Linked DNA regions of Mus musculus: region 2 is linked to region 1. The links are chromatin contacts, called in public promoter capture Hi-C maps. All regions are on one chromosome and are shown on one strand. The core of a region is the stretch at or near the end of the contact, and the rest is flanking DNA. Distances in the headings are between cores, read along the strand shown.

Region 1 (3,984 bases), core at 551-3,050:
CCCTATCTTCAAATTATCTCTCCACCATTAGCCACTGCCATCTTCAAGCTCCCAGGATTATTATTTTTTTTCTTTGTCAATGCTGGGAATTGAACCTGGGGTCTTGTGCTTGCTAGGCCAGTGTTCTACCACTGAGCTACATCCTTAACCATACAGCTAATTTTACTGTTGTTGTTGTTGTTTGAGATAAGGTTTTGCCATGTAGCCCTCTGACTGTCCTGGAGCTTGTTATGTAGACCAGGCTGACCTCAAACTCAGAGAGATCCACCTCCCTATGCTTCTCAAGTGCTTGGACTAAAGGTGTGCACCACCTCTGCCTGGCTAGCTATTATATTTTCATATTTATGAAGCATCCAGAGCAAGGCTATAATGGCACCAGTCCTTCAGGAACTATGATCATCACTCCCAATTAAAATGTACATAAGACAAAATAGAATAAATTTATATGTTCATTCTGAAAGTTAGTGTCATGTTGGACAACACAATCTGTTAGAGACCACGCTAGCCAGTATTAGGGTAAGATTCTATCCCACCCTTGGTAAGTGAATTTATAATAAATAACTAACCCTACCTTTTTAAAACCCAATCTGGTCTCCTTCCCCTTACTTTTGAAGTCGTCTTTCCCTCAAGGAACCCAAGTTATATATCCCATTTGAAACTGAACCCTTCCCAGGACCATAAGATAGTCTTTACAAGAGTGGGTAAGTGACCCAATCAATCCAACTGCCTCCCCCTTCCTCCTTACACTGATGTCTTCACAGACACATACGTGTAGGTGTTCTCAGCCACAGAGTCATCTCTCCAGATCCTTTTTTGTTGATTTTCTTTGAGACAATGGATCTCCAGGAAAGTCTGACTGGCCTGGAACACATACTACATAGACCAGGCTGGTCTTGACCTCATGGAGATCCATCTGCTTTTGTCTCCCAAGTGCTGGGATTAAAGGCTAGCCTCACATCGTCTAGCCAACAAATTGTTTGCTTATTTGTTTGTTTGTTTGTTGAGACAGAGTATCACTGTGTATAGCTCTGGCTGTCTAGGAACTCACTCTGTAGACTAGGCTGGTCTCAAACTCAGGTAGGTCTGCCTGCTTCTGCCTCCCAAGAACTGGGACTAAAGACATGTGCCACTACTGCCCAGCCCAAATGTCCTTTTAGAAATGTTTTATCTCTCAACAAGAAATTGTCAAGGAAACAGAAACAAAGCCCCCAGGTTCTGACATTAGAGGCTCCCCAATCCTCTTACAGAAGAGACTTTGCAGCCACAGTCCTACAACAACAGCCTGTTATATGAGTCAATCATGAGAGTTGATGAAAATCAGATTCTTGGAGAAGAGTATTTAGATCTGAAGTCAAAACGTTCTTGCTTCTATAATGAACCAACTCTAGTTATAATGTAATTGCCTGGTGTGGTGGTGTGTGCCTTTAATCCCAGCACTTGGGACACAGAGGTAGGTGGGTCTCTGTCAATTTAAAACCAGGCTACACATTCAGCATCAGGCCAGCCAGAGCTGTGAGCCCAGATATAGGTGCTGGGAACCAAATCTAGGCCCTATGTAATAATGGGAAGTGCTTTTAGCAGCTGAACTCTCTCTCTCTCTCTCTCTCTCTCTCTCTCTCTCTCTCTCTCTCTCTCCCTCTCTCTCTCTCTCTCCCTCTCTCACTCACTCTCTCTCTGTCTGTCTGTCTCCCTCTCCCCCCTTCTGTCTTCATACCCCATTTTATTATAGTTTTAGAGAAAAAAAAAAACAAAAAACATTGCAAAACCAAACGGAACACGCAAGCTGTGGAAGAAGAAGCAGAAGAGTCTCGTGCTTTTGAAATTGGGCAAGCAGCTTGAGAAATTCGTGCAGGGGAAGTTCATGTCCTTAGAGAAACGACAAGAAAATATAGAATGTCAGGGAAAGCATGCTTGAGAAAAAGAAATAAAGAAGAAAAAGGAATCGTGACTCTTTGAGTTAGAACTCAGAAAAGCCAACAGGCTTAACATTTAAAATCTGCAAGCAGTTGTGTCGGAGGGGCTTCTGGGACACATAAGTGCCTCTCTCTTTAGTCCCCCCACCTCCTTTGCTTGCCTTCAGGGAAAGCAGGCTCCGGAGGGTGGTCTCCTGGACAGGTGACTGAGAGACACATAAAGATCCATAGAATATGATGCTGTCATCTTTGGGATAGATCAGAATGTCCTGTGAGAATGTCCTGTGTCAACCCAGGGCCAAAGGTTTTGTTTTTTGTTGTTGTTGTTGTTGTTTTGTTTTGTTTTGTTTTGTTTGAGACAGTGTTTCTATGTAGCCTTGGCTGTCCTGGAGCAATACTATGTAGACCACGTTGGCCTCAAACTCAAACAGAGAGCCTCCTGCCTTTGCCTCCCCAGTGCTGGATCTAAGTTGGGCACTACCACACCTAGACTAGATTTTAAATAAATAAATAAAGGAAGGAAGAAAAAAGTTCTCCCATAATGCACTTTAACAAAGCCCTGATACCTCCAACTTTTCATAAGGCATTTAAACTTTAAGGAAAGGAAAAGCTGATGTCTACCTTTCTAGTGTGGATCAGGTAAACAGCAAATAGGGTCCATGAGAGAGCAGTCCATTCCCAATGACCTCCAAAGCTACCTAATTTCCTATCTAGATACCTAACAACCACTCAGGAAACTGATCAGAATAGCTACCCTATGATACCAACCATATCATATCAGTTACGATTATGCCTTAACTACAAGAAACAAAACTCTCGGCTACAGTGGTTTATACCTAGCACTTTATTTTGCCACACAGTTAGAACATGGGAAAAGCAGCTGCAGGGTTTGGTTCAGTGTTCTAATTACAGCAGCGGCAGAGCGACAGTCCCCCTCACGGTGCCAGATGACTCCTGCGTTTTTTCAGGAGTCACATCCTCTTGGAAGCGACAGAGGGAAAGAGGAAGCCAGATTGAATGCTAGCTATATATGTCCCCACAGTGCCACCTTAGAGCTGGAAACGTGCTACACGGCCTGCCATTTGTCTGGGGATCCATGCCAAGAAAAGCTGCTCTTACAGTCGTGAGGACAGGTGCTCAGGGACATAGTCAAGATGTTGGCCCAGGGATTAAAACTGCACGGCTCTGGGACAGTAGCATAAAGGAGCTTTGGATCCAGGTGGTATTCAAGATTCTTGGCTGGTATTTTCTGAGAATGTTGCACAGTAAGTAAAAATGTTCCCTCCTCCAGACTCTCTGGGGACACTGTGCCACCACTGATAGAGGCGATAGCTTTGTCCCTTCACTTTCAGTCATGGGTTTTCTGTCTGCAATGCTATGTCCCAGTGTAAGTGCCTGACTGCCCTTTCCAAATTACCCTCAAGCTGGTGTCAGCAGAACTTCCCTGAGTCCTGCCTATTACTCTGACTATGGCCTCCACGAGCCCCCCTGAATCTCTGAACATGCAACAGGATAAGATAAAGACTTTACATGTAGCTACTTCATGTAATTATTATAGCAACTGTATCAGTTACATTTTGTTTTATTTTATTTTGCTTTGCTTTGTTTTCCAAGACTGAGTTTCTCCGTGTCGCCTTGTGTATTCTGGAACTCCCTCTGCAGACCAGGCTGGCCTCAGACTCAGAGATCTGCCTGCCTCTGCCTCCTTAGTGCTGGGACTAAAGGTGTGTGCCACGCCCCCAAGGCTGTATCACTTACTTTTCTATTGCTGTTGCTCTGAGTTTATTTTGGGTTTCCAGTTCTAGAGAGCTAGCATCCACAATAGCAGAGCAGAGGTAGCAGGCTGCAGGCAGAAGGAACAGGAGCTGAGAGCACACATCTCAAACCCTAGGCAGGAAACAGAGAGCAAGCTTGGAATGACACAAGCCTCTTGAAACTTCCTAGAAACACACCTCCTCCAACAAAGCCACACCTCCCAATCCTTACCAAACTGTTCCACCAACTTAAGCAGCAACCAACTCAAACATGTGAACCAATCTCATTCAAACCACCACACCAATCCTAGCAAGTA
Region 2 (4,114 bases), core at 1,369-3,868, 44 kb after region 1:
AAAGAACCAAAAAAAAAAAAAATAGTGTTTGTTAAATAACACTAGTGTTATATATAATAGTATATAAAACACAAAGTGTTTTATTCTGCAGAAGTTAAGTCCAGTGTGCTGGGGGCTCCCATTACCAAGATAGAGTGTTGTGGGATGCCCTGGTACTATTTGTATTCTAATGTTAACTCTGCTTCCTCAAGAGGGGCTGCCCCTAAGAGGAGGAGATCATATACTCAGGTAATTTCATGTGAACATTCTCCCTGTTTTAACTAGTCAAGTAAAGGCTACAGCCTGTGATTGGTCCCTGGAAGGGAAAGGTGGGGCTAGAGGTTTTAGAGAGTTGGAGAAGAGCAGGGATGAGGGAGGAAGAAGACAGAGCAAGAGGATGTGGAAGGAAGATGGAGCAGAACCACATGGCACAGAGAAGCCACAAGTGGCAAGGGAATCTCAGCTGGGGAATAGAGTAGTGTAGTGGTAATCTGCCCAATTTAGGCATGCAGCTTATACATTTTGTAACTGAGTTATGTTTTTGCTTGGGCTTATTGGGGTTGGAGATTTACCACAATAGAGACACCGTGAAGTGAGCTTGCAGGCTTGAGCTATTGCACCTTAGAGGAATTCCAGGGGAAGTGACCTCTATCTTAATCTGTTGAGTCCATCTCTCGGGACATTCCAGAACCATTAATGGGGCACGGGGTCTGGAAACTGCTGCTGACCCATTTTCCTTGCCTCGGGCCATGTGGCTTGGGCAGCTTCTGATAGCTCGGCAGTTTCTAACTAGCTGTCTGAAGCCTGGTTTTTGTTTGTTTGTTTGGTTGGTTGGTTGGTTGGTTTGGTTTGGTTTTCTGGTAACTGACTTGCTTGGGCTTGCCTGGACTTTCCCAGCTCTTAGGCATAGTCCTGAACTGCCAATCTGAAGCCTGTCATGGAATCAGCCCAGCCTTCTTAATTTATTTGTAAACTAGTTGGGGATGAGTTTGAATTGGTTGTATTACACACCTCTGCTCTGGTTGAGAAAGAAGCTAAGTAACTCTTCTTACAAAAATATCACCACAGTCTGTACTATTTAACTTAACCCCCAGGATTTATCCAAAAAGCAAAATTAAATAGCTGGTAGTATTTAACAATGGTTCATTCCTCCATTGCTGCTTTGATGTTGACCTCCTTGCAGACAGTGATCATGAACACTGCTGTCGATTAAGGCTCTGCATGTAGAATAATGATGTGAGGTTAAGAAAATGGACTGTTTGGTTAAAAAAGGAGCAAGGTTTGCAGCTCACACAAGGTAGTCTTGTTTACCATTCTAAATACTTCAAAGCCACAGGGAAAGAAAATCAAGACCCGTACCCTGTACATCTTAGGGAAATATGGTACACTTCATGCGCCAAGTTAAGCAATAGGAACGTCTCTGGTTACACTTGGTGCTAGCCACCCAAGGTGTCTTTCTTCCCTTGGCAGCATGAGCTTGGCAGAACACTGAGAACTGGAGGCTGAGAAATAAAAACTGTGGTCTTCCCACTCACAGAAGAGGGTTCTCAGGCATCGTTGCTAGCACAGTGTTGTTGAAAGGGCCTGTGTATAAGTCAGGCACACACGGTAAGTGGGCTGAGGAGACTTGCAGAGTCTGTAAGAGTGTGTGATGAGCAGTGTACAAGAGTGCCTTTGGGTTATTGTGTGAGGGGACGCACAGTCTGTAATTTGACTTGTTTGGGTCTTTTTGATATTAGATATTGTACTTTAATAAAGCCTGCTGCAAGCTCTTTTTCTTTCCTATCAGAGTTTCCCGAATTTCGAGAGGGATAATTGAGGCTTTGTAGCATGAATGCTTAAGATTCCTTCATATTTCACAGTCAGAAACGAGTGAGACAGTTGTTTATTGGCATTTGATTACAGGAACATGAGCTCAGTTCTCCTGTTTTTCTAACCACAGATGCGTTTCCACCCTCACCGTGTCTAAATCAAGACCAGAAATACAGATAGACTGAGTTATACACGTCTTTAGGCTCCCAGACCTCTTCTTCCTAGAGCCAGAATCCATCTAGAGCTGTAGATTAAGCAATGAAAGACTGAGGTATTTTAATCTCATGATCTTACTGAGGATCCTAATAACACTTTCCTAATCCTAGGCCAACAAAGGAGAAACGTCAGACTTAGCCATCAAACCTTCAGTTTCTTTAAATCTAGTCCCAGATAATCCACACCAGAATGGCCCAAGAGATGATGAAAAGTAGGTAAAGGAGCGGGCCTCCAAGCCTGCCCACCAGATGTGTTTCTTCAGAGCCCATTAGGGACAAGAGAGAACCTTTTCAGAAAGGAGGAAAGGAGAGAAAGAGAGAGAGAGAGAGAGAGAGAGAGAGAGAGAGAGAGAGAGAGAGAGGAGAGAGAGAGAGAGAGAGAGAGAGAGAGAGAGAGAGAGAGAGAGAGAGAGAGAGAGAGAGAGAGAGAGAGAGAGAGAGAGAGAAGAGGAGAGGAGAGAGAGAGACTTTTTTTGACCCCCTAAAGATGCCTTACGCGCGCGCACCTGCGCAAAATAAAGTTGGTTCGTTTTAAACTACATGCCCCAAGATGCAATTGCAATTTTCTTAAAGACTACTATTCCCGACATGCACTGCAGTCAGGGTTAGAGAAGGAAAAGACCAGCAAACTCAACTGGAAAGTTTGCTTCTCAGTTACCTCGGATAAAGGAAAAATTTTAAAAAGGCATCGGAGCATTTTCCCCGACCCCAGGAGTGGTCAACTGTTTAAATCCAGGCAATAAAGGGGAGGAGTTAGTCTGAGTTCCTCCCCTTCTCCCGGGAACTTTATCTTTCCAAACGTGATCCAGGCTAGAGTTTGAACAGCAAGGAGAAGCTGCACACCCTGAACTTTCCCAATGGTTTCGGTGACCAGAACCGTGTTTGGAGAGCTGCCCTCGGGGGGAGGGACAGTGGAGAAATTCCAGCTTCGGTCAGACCAGCTGAGTGTGGACATCATCTCATGGGGCTGCACGATCACTGCTCTGCAGGTCAAAGACAGGCAGGGGAAAGCCTCAGACGTGGTGCTTGGCTTTGCGGAATTGGAAGGTGGGTCGCGTCCTGCCCAGGACTGCTAAACGGTTTGGCCTGTCAAACAGGCCCGCACACACTCCTGATCCTGTGTACACTGGGTTCTTCCAGTCACTCACGGGACCTGACTGAGGTCCCCAAGCTTGGAGCAGTCTTACTTGGAAGCGCGTGAACGGGCTCATGTAAGCCACTTAACAGGATTTTGAGGTTGGAAAAAAAAACCGGATCTAATCCAAATAGCTGTAGGACTTGGCCCCCCTTAGTCAGACTTTGTCACTGTTCACGAGGAAGTCAGCTGAGAAAGACCAACTCCCTGGAATGAGCTTAGAACTGTGGGGCACAGGGCGGTTTGCATGTATTCCTCGCTTGTGGTTTTCTGAGGAATGAAAATCAAAGACGGACGGGCGCCTGCTACTATCTCCCTTCTTTCTCTTGTCAAATCTTCTCTGAGGGCTCCTTGAGCAGAAATGCTTTAGAATTTAGGACTGATGTAAACCCATCAGATTGCTTGGCTGTTGTGGTCAATGTAGGTAGGGCACAATGTCCTTCATCTGCTCAGAAACATGTTCTCAATGAAAGGGGTAGAAATAAGGCCTCCTAAGACGTGGACATAGTCATCAGGATCAGCTGCGCAATTCGCAGCATGTCTTTTTGTTTTTGTTTGTCTGTTTTGTTTGTGTTTGTGGGGTTTTTTTGTTTTGTTTTGTTTTGTTTTGTTTTAAATGGACAGGGCCTCGTTCTGCCTAAGCTGTCCTGGAGCAAGAGCCAGCCGTTTCATCTTGATCCACGCATAGGTTTTATCTTAATTTATGCATTTACAGCTCTGTTAATGCAGTGGACTCAACAAGATAGACAAAGGTCATTTTCAACTTGCAGTTTACGGAGGGGGGGGGAGGGCGGGGCGCGGAGCTCAGACTTTAGCTCAATAGTTACATAATTAAATCATTGGATTGCGGTTTGATTTGCAGCAGGAGAAAAAATTATATCTTGCCATTCCTTAGCATTGCACGTAACCAGACAGAAAACAAACCCTGAAGTAAAATGGGCAAATGGAAAGAGAATGAATTCGCTCTGCTCAG

The links. Promoter capture Hi-C pulls out the DNA fragments that hold promoters and counts their contacts.
Region 2: a promoter capture Hi-C map of macrophages shows a contact between it and region 1, with 9 read pairs. The contact joins the promoter of Galm here to the enhancer-like site in region 1. A contact is called at or near these places in 3 of 39 promoter capture datasets (frontonasal cranial neural crest, macrophages and second pharyngeal arch cranial neural crest), 2 of 15 datasets of contacts at CTCF or cohesin (CD8 T cells and the NIH/3T3 cell line), 15 of 484 Hi-C or Micro-C datasets (CD4 T cells, bone marrow-derived macrophages, cerebral cortex and 8 more), 9 of 115 datasets of contacts at active chromatin or transcription factors (CD8 T cells, bone marrow-derived macrophages, embryonic fibroblasts and 4 more) and 4 of 9 other capture datasets (adipose tissue, bone marrow-derived macrophages, liver and 1 more).

What each region holds. Positions count from the first base shown.
Region 1 is chr17:80,081,616-80,085,599 of GRCm38.p6, forward strand. It overlaps Gm41626 (a long non-coding RNA gene), which reads right to left. Exons shown (of 3, transcript XR_876986.1): 2 at 3,672-3,800. Among named protein-coding and RNA genes, the nearest start is that of Gm41626, 13 kb to the right of the region's middle. Within about 2 kb of position 1,801, at least 29 of the 459 cell types and tissues checked have an H3K27ac peak or open chromatin away from gene starts, as enhancers often do. A contact at or near this core is called in bone marrow-derived macrophages, cerebral cortex, macrophages and 2 more, where this site is marked.
Region 2 is chr17:80,124,853-80,128,966 of GRCm38.p6, forward strand. Galm (galactose mutarotase) reads left to right here and starts at 2,619. Exons shown (of 7, transcript NM_176963.4): 1 at 2,619-3,053. The coding sequence starts at 2,864.